Linked DNA regions of Rattus norvegicus: region 2 is linked to region 1. The links are chromatin contacts, called in public Hi-C maps. All regions are on one chromosome and are shown on one strand. The core of a region is the stretch at or near the end of the contact, and the rest is flanking DNA. Distances in the headings are between cores, read along the strand shown.

Region 1 (4,799 bases), core at 684-3,183:
CCTCCAGATTCTCTATCTACGTCATTCTTGACTTATGAGAAAGGCTTGAAAGCCATTGTCGAATCTCCTCCGAGGAAACGACTGAACACTTTTAGGGAACTTCCAGAGTTGTGTTAGGAACTGTGGATTGCCGAAGAAAGGGAAGGAAACAAAAAGAAAAACAAAAACAAAACAAAACAAAAAAACAGAACATGGGATTTAAAAGAAGCAAAACGAAATTTATCGCATACCAAATTCTATGTCTAACGAAACAGCACAGCCAAGAAAAACTGGCCGCTGTCACTGTCCTCTGGATGGGTGTTTATTTATTGGAGAAGACGAAGCTACAATTAAAGGAGGGAAGGGGCCCACGTCACGATGTTATTGGAGTCAAGCAGATTGACTGCCTGGAGTGACAGGCCTGGCTGTGTGGAGCACGGAGGCCACGGGTGGGGTCAGAGACTCGAGAACATCCAAAGCACAGACGCAGCCTGAGTATCGATTTTAAATTGAATTCCAGGTTTTAGTGCAATTAAAAGCTACTGCGAGGATTTGAGGAGAGAAATGGTTTGATCAAATTATTAGAGCAGCATGGTTTTTATATTAATTAAGACGGACCAGGGGGATGAGAGGATCAGCAAGCGAGGTAATTCACTAACCGAATAAGCTCGGGAGCCCAGAAGGCCTTTGTGAAATCGACAAATTAAAGCTACAGTGTTGTCTGACATTACAGGCAAGAAATGGTTTTTTTTCTCCCTTCATTAATTTTATCTGATTCACTCAACTTGTTAGTTCTGACAGACTCGGATCATCAGCCTGATTACTTCCCTTTCATCCGTCTATAAACACCAGCACCACACCGTTTGTTTTGTTCGGTTATGGGTATGTTCTGGTCCACAGGTGAAGCAAAAATGACAAGCGAAATGTGCGGATGAAGGGTATGGGGTTGTTTTACTACCTTATCTCAAAGAGGGGAGTTTGTGTGTCTTTCCCTCATCAACAGCCTTAGTCCGATTGGGGATTTTTAGTCTGAAATCTGAATGTGCTTATCAGCTGGGAAAAATCTGACATTTATCGTCATTTATCGTGTGTGTGTGTGTGTGTGTGTGTGTGTGTGTGTGTGTTTGTGTATGTATGTATGTGTGTGAGAGAGAGAGAGAGACAGAGACAGAGACAGAGAGCCAGATAGACAGATAGACGAGAGACAGAGAGACAGAGACACATAGAGAGAGACACACAGAGAGAGACAGAGAGAGAAAGGGGGAGAAAAATTGGCAGTATTATTGAGCAACAAGTTTGCTTATTTATTGCTTCAATCCACCCCCACCCCCCCACTCCAGGTTGCAGACTTTCTCATGAGCCCCCAAGGGACATCTGGCTAATTTTTAAAAGATAATTTTCCAAAGTACTGCCTCTCACCATAGAAAATGCCATCGAATATGCCACGTAGGTTTTCTGGGTCATAAAGGCTGAGGAAAACCAGTTGGTTACGTTTGCAGCTTTTTTCTTTTTGCGGTTCTGGGTGGTACAGCCCAGTTGCCAACGTTATCCGTTCCTCCTTCTGGGAACAGCCTTAATTGTACTTGGCTTGGCTGACACAAAAGGCCTCTGAAAAATATGAGGCTGATCCCTCTAGTGTTGCTTTGTGAAGACTACAGTACTGAGTACTGGATAGAGGAACACAGCGGCAGAGTGCAGAGAGTGGCTGGAAAATCAATCTGCTTTAAAACACATTGTTGCAATGTCTTTCTACAAAATGTCATGGAACAGTACAGGGTTTCTAGCCAGAGAAAATGCAGGCCCGTTGCTACATCTGCAAGGACAGGATGGATGTTCATTGTTGAGACTTACCAGAAGGAACAGGAAAGAATTGAAATCATGTTGGCCAGAGTTACCAGAGGAGCCAGAGCAACTAAACTTGCCTTGCTTTCAGAAATGAATTCACAATCCTGGTTAGGACTGTCTGGCTACATTTACAGGCTTCCACCGTCATAAAAAGAGATGAGATTTCATACACTTCTGCAATCTTTCTCTGACGCCCCCTGATGTTCATACCCTTGTATGTATCTTCTTCCTGTTTTTCTTTGACATTTTCTTTTACGTTCAGACATTTGTTAAACTGCTCTTCTGTTCCAGACACCGAAGATAGAAAAATGATAAGATACAGTCACTTGCCTGGACATACTTTATCATCCCTCTGGGTGACAAACTCTTAGTGACAATAGAGATTTATATGTACTGCCCAGGACACAGGGGAAATGGTATTAATTATTAACGCTAGTTATAGTTATCAAGGAAGATGAGAGATTTGAGCTGTGGTCTGAAGCATAAGCAGATGTTAGAGTCCTCATTAGAGGCAATTCATTGTTGGACATCATTGACTGATCCTTGGTCAATACCAGTTTGGTCCAGTTTCTGGGGAAATCCATTATGTGCTATGGGCAGCTAGTTTTTTTTTTTTTGTTTTTGTTTTTTCTTGTTTTTTTTTTTTTTTTTGGTTTGTGTGTGTGTGTGTGTGTGTGTGTGTGTGTGTGTGTGTGTGTGTTTTGTTTGTTGATGATGATATAAGCCTCAGTTCTTCCTCCACAGCAATTCTTTTCTGTTCCAGTGTCCCTTACTCTGCATGTGCAATAAAAGGAGCTCCATGGCAGAAAGGCCAGCTCTCCCTTAAAGGAACGTAAAATAAAACTGGGTGCTTTTAGACTGCAGCAGCTCTGGGTTCCAGCAGAAAGGGGGTGGGTGATAGTGTCACAAGGGGGACCCTGATCCCTTGTGGAGATAGAAGTGGGGTCTGTTAGAGGGAGTCAAGTTATTAGAAATGATTTTATTTTAGAGTCTCTTTCGGTTGTAAGAGCCTATAAACAAAATTTCATATTTATGTCTAAAAAGGACTAATTACCCCAGAGAGTCTTGATGAGCTCAAACCCACCTTGTAGCCCAGCACACATGATATAGTCACCAGACATCACCTTACAAATCCTTTAGAAAAATGACACCCCGCCATGGTCATCCTGTTATTGGCAATGAGGTTGATAGGGAAATTCATAAGCATGCAGGCAGTTTACAAAGGCTCTCTTGGCTTGTAGCAAAACAAATCAAGATCATTTTTGTATATTACATAAGACATATTATCAACAGTCACTGCATTTACATTTGGACATGTGCAGTCAAAACCAAACCACAGTCACAAAGTCTAGGAGCATATTAAGGGTCCTAAGAAATTGTGGGATGCAAAATTAGGCCATGATTCAGTGTGAATGAATGTCAATAGAGTATGCAAACTATATTTTATATGCTGTTAAGGGTAATGCTATTATTGTTTTATGAAGACTTAACTCTAGTATTTTAGTAGCACTCTGTGATTATAAGAACAATACAGTTTAATAGCCAAGGTATCAGAGTATGAACACAATGAAATTACTCACATGGGAAATGCCACTGGAGGCGGGATTGAACTACAGAGTAAATAGAAAAGCTGAGAAGCAGGGATATAAGTGAATGCTGCTTGCTTCTTGTTCTAGTGTTCACTGGACACCAGAGCTTCCTCTCCTCTCTCTTCTGTACTGAGATGACGCTGAAACACGGGCAGCACCCTGGGACCTTCAGGATTTTGACTCCTCGGTGAAATCACAGTTCACGCTGCTACAATCATCCCTCCCATCTAAGAAACTTTTCATCTTCCATCTCAGAACAGATGGTGCCCAAAATTAACTCTGAAACAATAATTGTAAAAACTGAAAGGAAATGTACCTTTTGTAGGCGTCCAGGCATTAAACATAGAGGGAGCATAACACATGAGAAACATACGTTAGGCAAGGATGCCCCATTTTTCTGCACTGTCGAACTTCCAAGAACATGTTTTCTATAAACTCAGTCAAGCTCAGGGGCATCTTTAGAGGGTCCCTTGTCTCCCAATGTTGCGTTCTGTCTTTCTCTTTTTCTTTTATAAATATTTTTAAAAATGTAATCCCATCTATACATATTTATATTCTTTTTACACTACAGTTTCTTTGTGTACATATTATGTCTTTTAAATTAGTGGGTTTTTTTTGTTTTTTTTTTATGGGAGTGTGAGGATGAGTAGGTCTGTTTCTTGTGTCTTCTCTTGGGCTCTTCTTCTGCTGTTTGCTCTATTCAGTTCCAATGTGCTAGTTTTGGTTTTATCTGATTGCATTTTATTTTATTATTATTCCTTCAACAATAATCTCTTTGTTTATTTTTTTTCTACTGAGAAGCAGGAAGGGGGTGGATTCAGATGGGAGGGAGATGGGGAGGAACTGGGAGGAGCAGAGGGAGGGGAAACCATAATCAGGATACGTTATGCAAGAAAAAAAAATCTATTCTCAATAGAGGGAATACATTGTGAGGAAAAAGAGTAAATATGAAATTCTCCCACTTTAATCCTACACAGCAATAAGATTATAAAATAAAATGTTTTGAGTGCTTACAAAAATATTCCCTAATTCCTGAATTTCCCAGGGTTTCTGTTAGCCTTTGAATATAACAGAGGCTCTGCTAATGTCCATCACTCCTCTTTTATTGGTTACTTTTTATTTGAATGATGCAAGATTTGAGCATCTACAAGATGCCTATCCTACCAAATATTCTGGGATGGGCTCCAAGCACTGTTTCCCTTGTGTGAAGTAACAAGCAACTGCTTCCTTTGATCTGCGGTTCTGAGGCGTGCTCTGTACTGCCCCCTACCTGCATCACCCCACATCACAGATTCTCATCTAGTGGCCACACTGCTGGACACATTGGTGGCCAGCATTCACATGCTAACTTCTTCTGAATGATACGGGTCCTTTCCAATCCTCAAG
Region 2 (4,799 bases), core at 1,444-3,943, 110 kb before region 1:
TGGTTCTGTTTTCCAATTAAATTGCCTGATTTTTGACCTTGTTTATTCCCTCATTGGGCAGCAGCAAACCTCTGAGGCCCTGAGTTGCAGTTGGGATTGAGTTAGTGCTCATGTAGCTGACTTTAAGCTCAGTACTGGTGAACTTCATACTTTTTCTGATCAGATTCTAAAGGACAGGACTCTCAAGCTCCTCCTTGTCACAGTTCAAATTTACCAGAATTCTGAAACTTTCAAACTGTCACTAGTACGTAAGCTAAGAAAGAAAAGTCAATTGTAGATACTCACAGGGGGCCCTCCATCACCACGACTTCCAGCAGGGCCAGGTGGGCCATTAGGACCCTAAATGCAAGCAAAAAAGGTGGCTTCAAATCACAAAACAAGTAACTCTTGCAAATGTCATGCTTGTTTTCCCATGGCACATTCTCCTCTATGTCCTCTACCCTTGAAGAAAAATTTAGAAATGAAACACACTTATCTACATCACATGAAATAATTGTTCTGTTTCAACTAGTAACACCCCATGGATTACTGAGGAATGAAAACAAGATATTTAAAAAAACTTTTACAGGATGTTTTAACGTGAATTCTTAAAGAAAAAAAAGTTTTTCAGGGTGTGGTGACCCAAGCCTTGCCTTTAATCCCAGCACTTGGAAAAGTTTGAAGCCATCCTGGTCTACAGAATGAGTTTCAGAACAGCTATGGCTACACAAAGAAATCCTGTGTGTGTGTGTGTGTGTGTGTGTGTGTGTGTGTGTGTGTGTGTGTGTGTGTTGCACACAATACACACATGCACTCGTGTGTATGTAATCTTTTATCTGGAATGCTTAGTAAACAGTGGGCACTTTATGGGCACATATTGGACTATAAAAATGCTTGGGTATGTTGGTCAACAGTGAATTCAACTTACAGATGGGCCAGCAGCTCCGACAGGTCCGGTTGGACCAACGATGCCATTTTCTCCCTTAGGCCCTTTGGTTCCCTTTTCTCCTTTAGCACCAGGTTGGCCAGCAGAACCCTGTTGGAAGGAACAGCAGTGAGCACTGGCCTTCTGACTCACTCTGATGTCACATTAATCTCCCTTATGTGATACTTACAGCAGGACCAGCAAATCCATTGGGGCCAGCAGGACCAACCTCACCACGTTCACCCTAGGTGGGAGATAAAGATGTCACAGTCACAGCTCCTTAGATGTCTGTAAACCATAAAATATGAGTATCCGTAAAGCTCTGGTATCTACTCACAGGGCTACCTCGAGGACCAGCAGGGCCAGAAGGACCAGCAGCACCAGCTTCGCCCTGTAACAGCACCAAAGACCAGTGATGAGTTGCTGAATGTGCCTCACGTAGATGGGGGAGGAAGAAAGAAGAGCAGTAGAAAGAGGGTTGTTCTCACACTTTGCAGTTACCTTGGAAGAGACTAATGGACATTTCAGAGAATAAAATGAGGTGAATTTTTCCTCTACTTAAGGCTGGCTTCATTTTAAAAGGTAGAGTGGTATTGGTGCTTCACTTGCAGAAACACCATAAATCAGTCCCCGTAATACCAGTAGGAGGACATTTTAATTTTTAGATGGATGCAGGACTGATCTATTTGCTGCAATCTTTGCAATACAATAAATAAGGTCTATTTTAAATGAACTGTTCGATGTGAAATGGGCACACTATGTATTTTATTGATTTTTTTTCCTTTCTACAATTGAAGGCTTTGAGAAGGCTTAGTGCATTAGGATATTGTTAATGGGCAAGAGGGAAAGTCTTTAAAATAAATGATAGGGATTAAGGTATAGATCAGGCAGTTGGCACGTCCATAGGCAAGAAAAGAGAACACCAAACAAGCAGCATTTGTTTCCTGCAACGGCCAGTTTCTTTCTTTCCTTTTTTAAATAAGCAGGCTTTAGACCCAGCCATAAAAATGAATTGCCGAGGCTCTTTGGGACTAGGGCAAGCAGGGAATTCTACATACTGCTATCCGTTCAGAGAGTTACAACTCAATGAAAACATATACAACTTATTTCAAATGCATACGTACCCGGTCACCTGAGGCTCCAGCGGGACCAGGGGCACCTATAGCACCAGGAGCACCCTAGGACCCAAAAGGAAATAGGTCTTATTGAAAATAATACACAGCATCCAAACTGAACTCTGTCCTCATACATAGGACTTTGCACATTGTGGTAGGACATCAAGAAAGCTCCTGAGGGCCAGCGAGATGACTCAGCAGTTAAAGGTGTTTGCAGTCAAGCCTCATGACCCAAGTTTGAGCCATGGGACCCATATGGGATCCATAGAAGGAGAGAAAACACTCATCATCTGTCCTTTGAGCTCCATACTTAGTCATGGTACAGGCACATATCCACTCAATGGGTGCAAGTGAACAAGAGTACATACGCGCGCGCGCGCACACACACACACACACACACACACACACACACACACACACACACACACACACACACACTTGTATTAATAATGAAAAAGAGAAAGCCCTAATCTATGTTGGTACTTGTTATCAAGGTTCTCAGAGGTCAGTTCAGGAGGAAGGAACTGGGTTATGGATTTGTGAAAGGCTAGAGCAGGAGAAGGACTCAGGAGTTCTGTATTCCTTCACTTTTGTAAGATTCCCTGGAGGGAAGCAAACACATAGCCTTATTTGGAACTATGAGAATGAGGTGACTCAAGGCAAAGAATAGGAGGAATATGTTACAGTGTGTCATCAGCTTGGAGGGAGAGGTGACAGAGCTCACCAAGGAAGCGCCAGAGTGAAGGCAGCTCAGGAAGGTCATTAGACTTCCTTGGGGGGTCATCTGTGACACCTAAGGTAGTCAGAGCTTAGTTCTCAGGTCCTAGGTGGAAAGGTGAATAGTAAGACATTGGTGGGGACTCTGGCTTTTTTTTTTTAAATGAGAGAATTGTTTTTCTAAAAGCTCTATTATTCATTAGTGGTCTTCTAAACCTGCAGCTTTCGGTGTGTAGCTTGGTGCTGGAATACTTCACACCAAAGAAGGTCGGGAAAGTAAAGATGTGATTTTCAAAGGTGCGTCATGCTTCTATTTTCCTTTGGAGCATGTAAAATGATATTGTTAGTGATCTGGGGAATAATGGATTGCAATTTTCCTCAAATTGGATTCTTTCGTAGGTCTCCTTTGTGAATTTGCTGAATCCAATGGAATAAGATACAAAAAAAAAAAAAACAAAATAAGAGTTTAAGAACAAACAAACATTAAACAGAGATTCTACTCACTCGAGCACCATCTCTACCAGGGTTGCCGATTTCACCTCTGAGACCAGTTTCACCCTGTAAGTACAAAGCAAGAGCCACGTGTTGCTCTCCAGCTAAACTTTTGAGTGGAAATGAACTGCAGAGTGCTTTGACAAAAATTTTTCTATAATGCCGGCCACCCTTTAAGAATTTCAGTGTTTTCTGATTTCCCACCACTTTATAGGATGTTGAATGGGAAAAACAGTAGGAAGCTCATCTTTTCTGGCCCCTCTCAGATAACTACCGAATACTAAAAAATAAACATTCCTCTGATTCATCATGAAGCGAGCTTCAAATTGATGAGGTTGAAATCACAAGACAACATGGCAACGGGCAGTGGCGCCTGGTCACTCTTACAACATAACGAATGCCATAGCACGTTTGACAGCTGTTCGATAGAGCTTCTTTCATTAATTAGGGCAGGATGAGGCATTATTGTTAGTGGCATTAAAATGAGCCTCATGTATTACTCAACACCATCTGCTTGCATGAAATTCCATGGTAGCAAGGAATTTTGCCAGATTTGGGAGTTTAGACATGGGTAGGTGCTGGGTAGCAGAGGGAGGGGCATATAGATGTCAAAATGCTACCAGACCGCCTGCTAGGGACTGTAAACCACGGTGGATCCTTGCACAGCCTTCTTGCCTGGAGTTAGTTCATGGCTATTATATATCCAGGCCCATTACTGAGTAGTACCTTTTCTCCTTTGCCTCCAGGTATGCCAGCAGCACCCCTCTCTCCTGGAAGCCCACCAGGACCAGAGGCACCAGCAGAGCCTGGAGCACCGACTGCACCAGCTTCACCCTGGAATGAAAACCATGTGAAATCAATTATTTCAGTAGCAAAAGAAGACAGCCAAGACTGAAACTCTTGAAGAATTCCAATTTAAACGTTTAATAGATGGCATTCTTGGCTGCATAGAGACACAAAGGAGCGTCACTGAAAGGAGGAAGGATGTAACAGGGGGCCCGCTATTAATGACACCATGGCTAAAGAGAAGAGGGCAGAGAGTGGGTGGCTGCTATTCTCCTGCAGCCTGCATCGTGTCCTCTTAAGGAAGGCAAGCTCAGACAAGAAGAAGGCAGGACAATGGGAAGGAGAGATTGAAAAATGTTTGCCCACAAACCTTTTCAGTGATAAGTCTCTTAGCTCAGGCAAGTGACATAGAAGGAGACCCCATCAGTTTGGGAGATGATTGTCTCCATAAGAGTGGAGAATGTAGCTTCCATTTTTATATTAAGCCTCACAATTCTCTACATGTGAAACCTGTTGGCTAGCCACTGAGATGAATAGATCCCTTTAAAAGCCCCACTGAATGTCATCATATTCCTTTCTTTGATTCCCTCTTATGTTGTTTTCATTCCCCCCTCTAATACCTTCCATATAATGAAATATCTTTTTGAATCAAGTTCTCCATTTGTTCCCCCAAAGGCCAGAATTGGGAGTCATATAAGTTGCTTATCCTTTAAAAAAAAAACTCAAACTAAACTAGAAATCTACTTTGGTACACCAACTTTTAGACTTGTGCCTTTGGGGTAAGT

What was found. Hi-C and Micro-C count contacts between places; a contact is called where the count stands out from the background.
Region 2: a contact with region 1 is called in a Hi-C map of the A7r5 cell line, with 13 times the contacts expected there. The contact joins two enhancer-like sites. A contact is called at or near these places in 7 of 12 Hi-C or Micro-C datasets (the A7r5 cell line, Schwann cells, frontal cortex and 3 more).

The regions. Positions count from the first base shown.
Region 1 is chr4:33,426,440-33,431,238 of GRCr8, reverse strand. No RefSeq gene overlaps it. Among named protein-coding and RNA genes, the nearest start is that of Col1a2, 90 kb to the left of the region's middle. Within about 2 kb of position 1,933, at least 16 of the 93 cell types and tissues checked have an H3K27ac peak or open chromatin away from gene starts, as enhancers often do. A contact at or near this core is called in the A7r5 cell line, where this site is marked.
Region 2 is chr4:33,539,620-33,544,418 of GRCr8, reverse strand. It overlaps Col1a2 (collagen type I alpha 2 chain), which reads right to left. Exons shown (of 52, transcript NM_053356.2): 32 at 3,955-4,062; 33 at 3,241-3,294; 34 at 2,029-2,082; 35 at 1,242-1,295; 36 at 1,095-1,148; 37 at 908-1,015; 38 at 286-339. Among named protein-coding and RNA genes, the nearest start is that of Col1a2, 23 kb to the right of the region's middle. Within about 2 kb of position 2,693, at least 9 of the 93 cell types and tissues checked have an H3K27ac peak or open chromatin away from gene starts, as enhancers often do. A contact at or near this core is called in the A7r5 cell line, where this site is marked.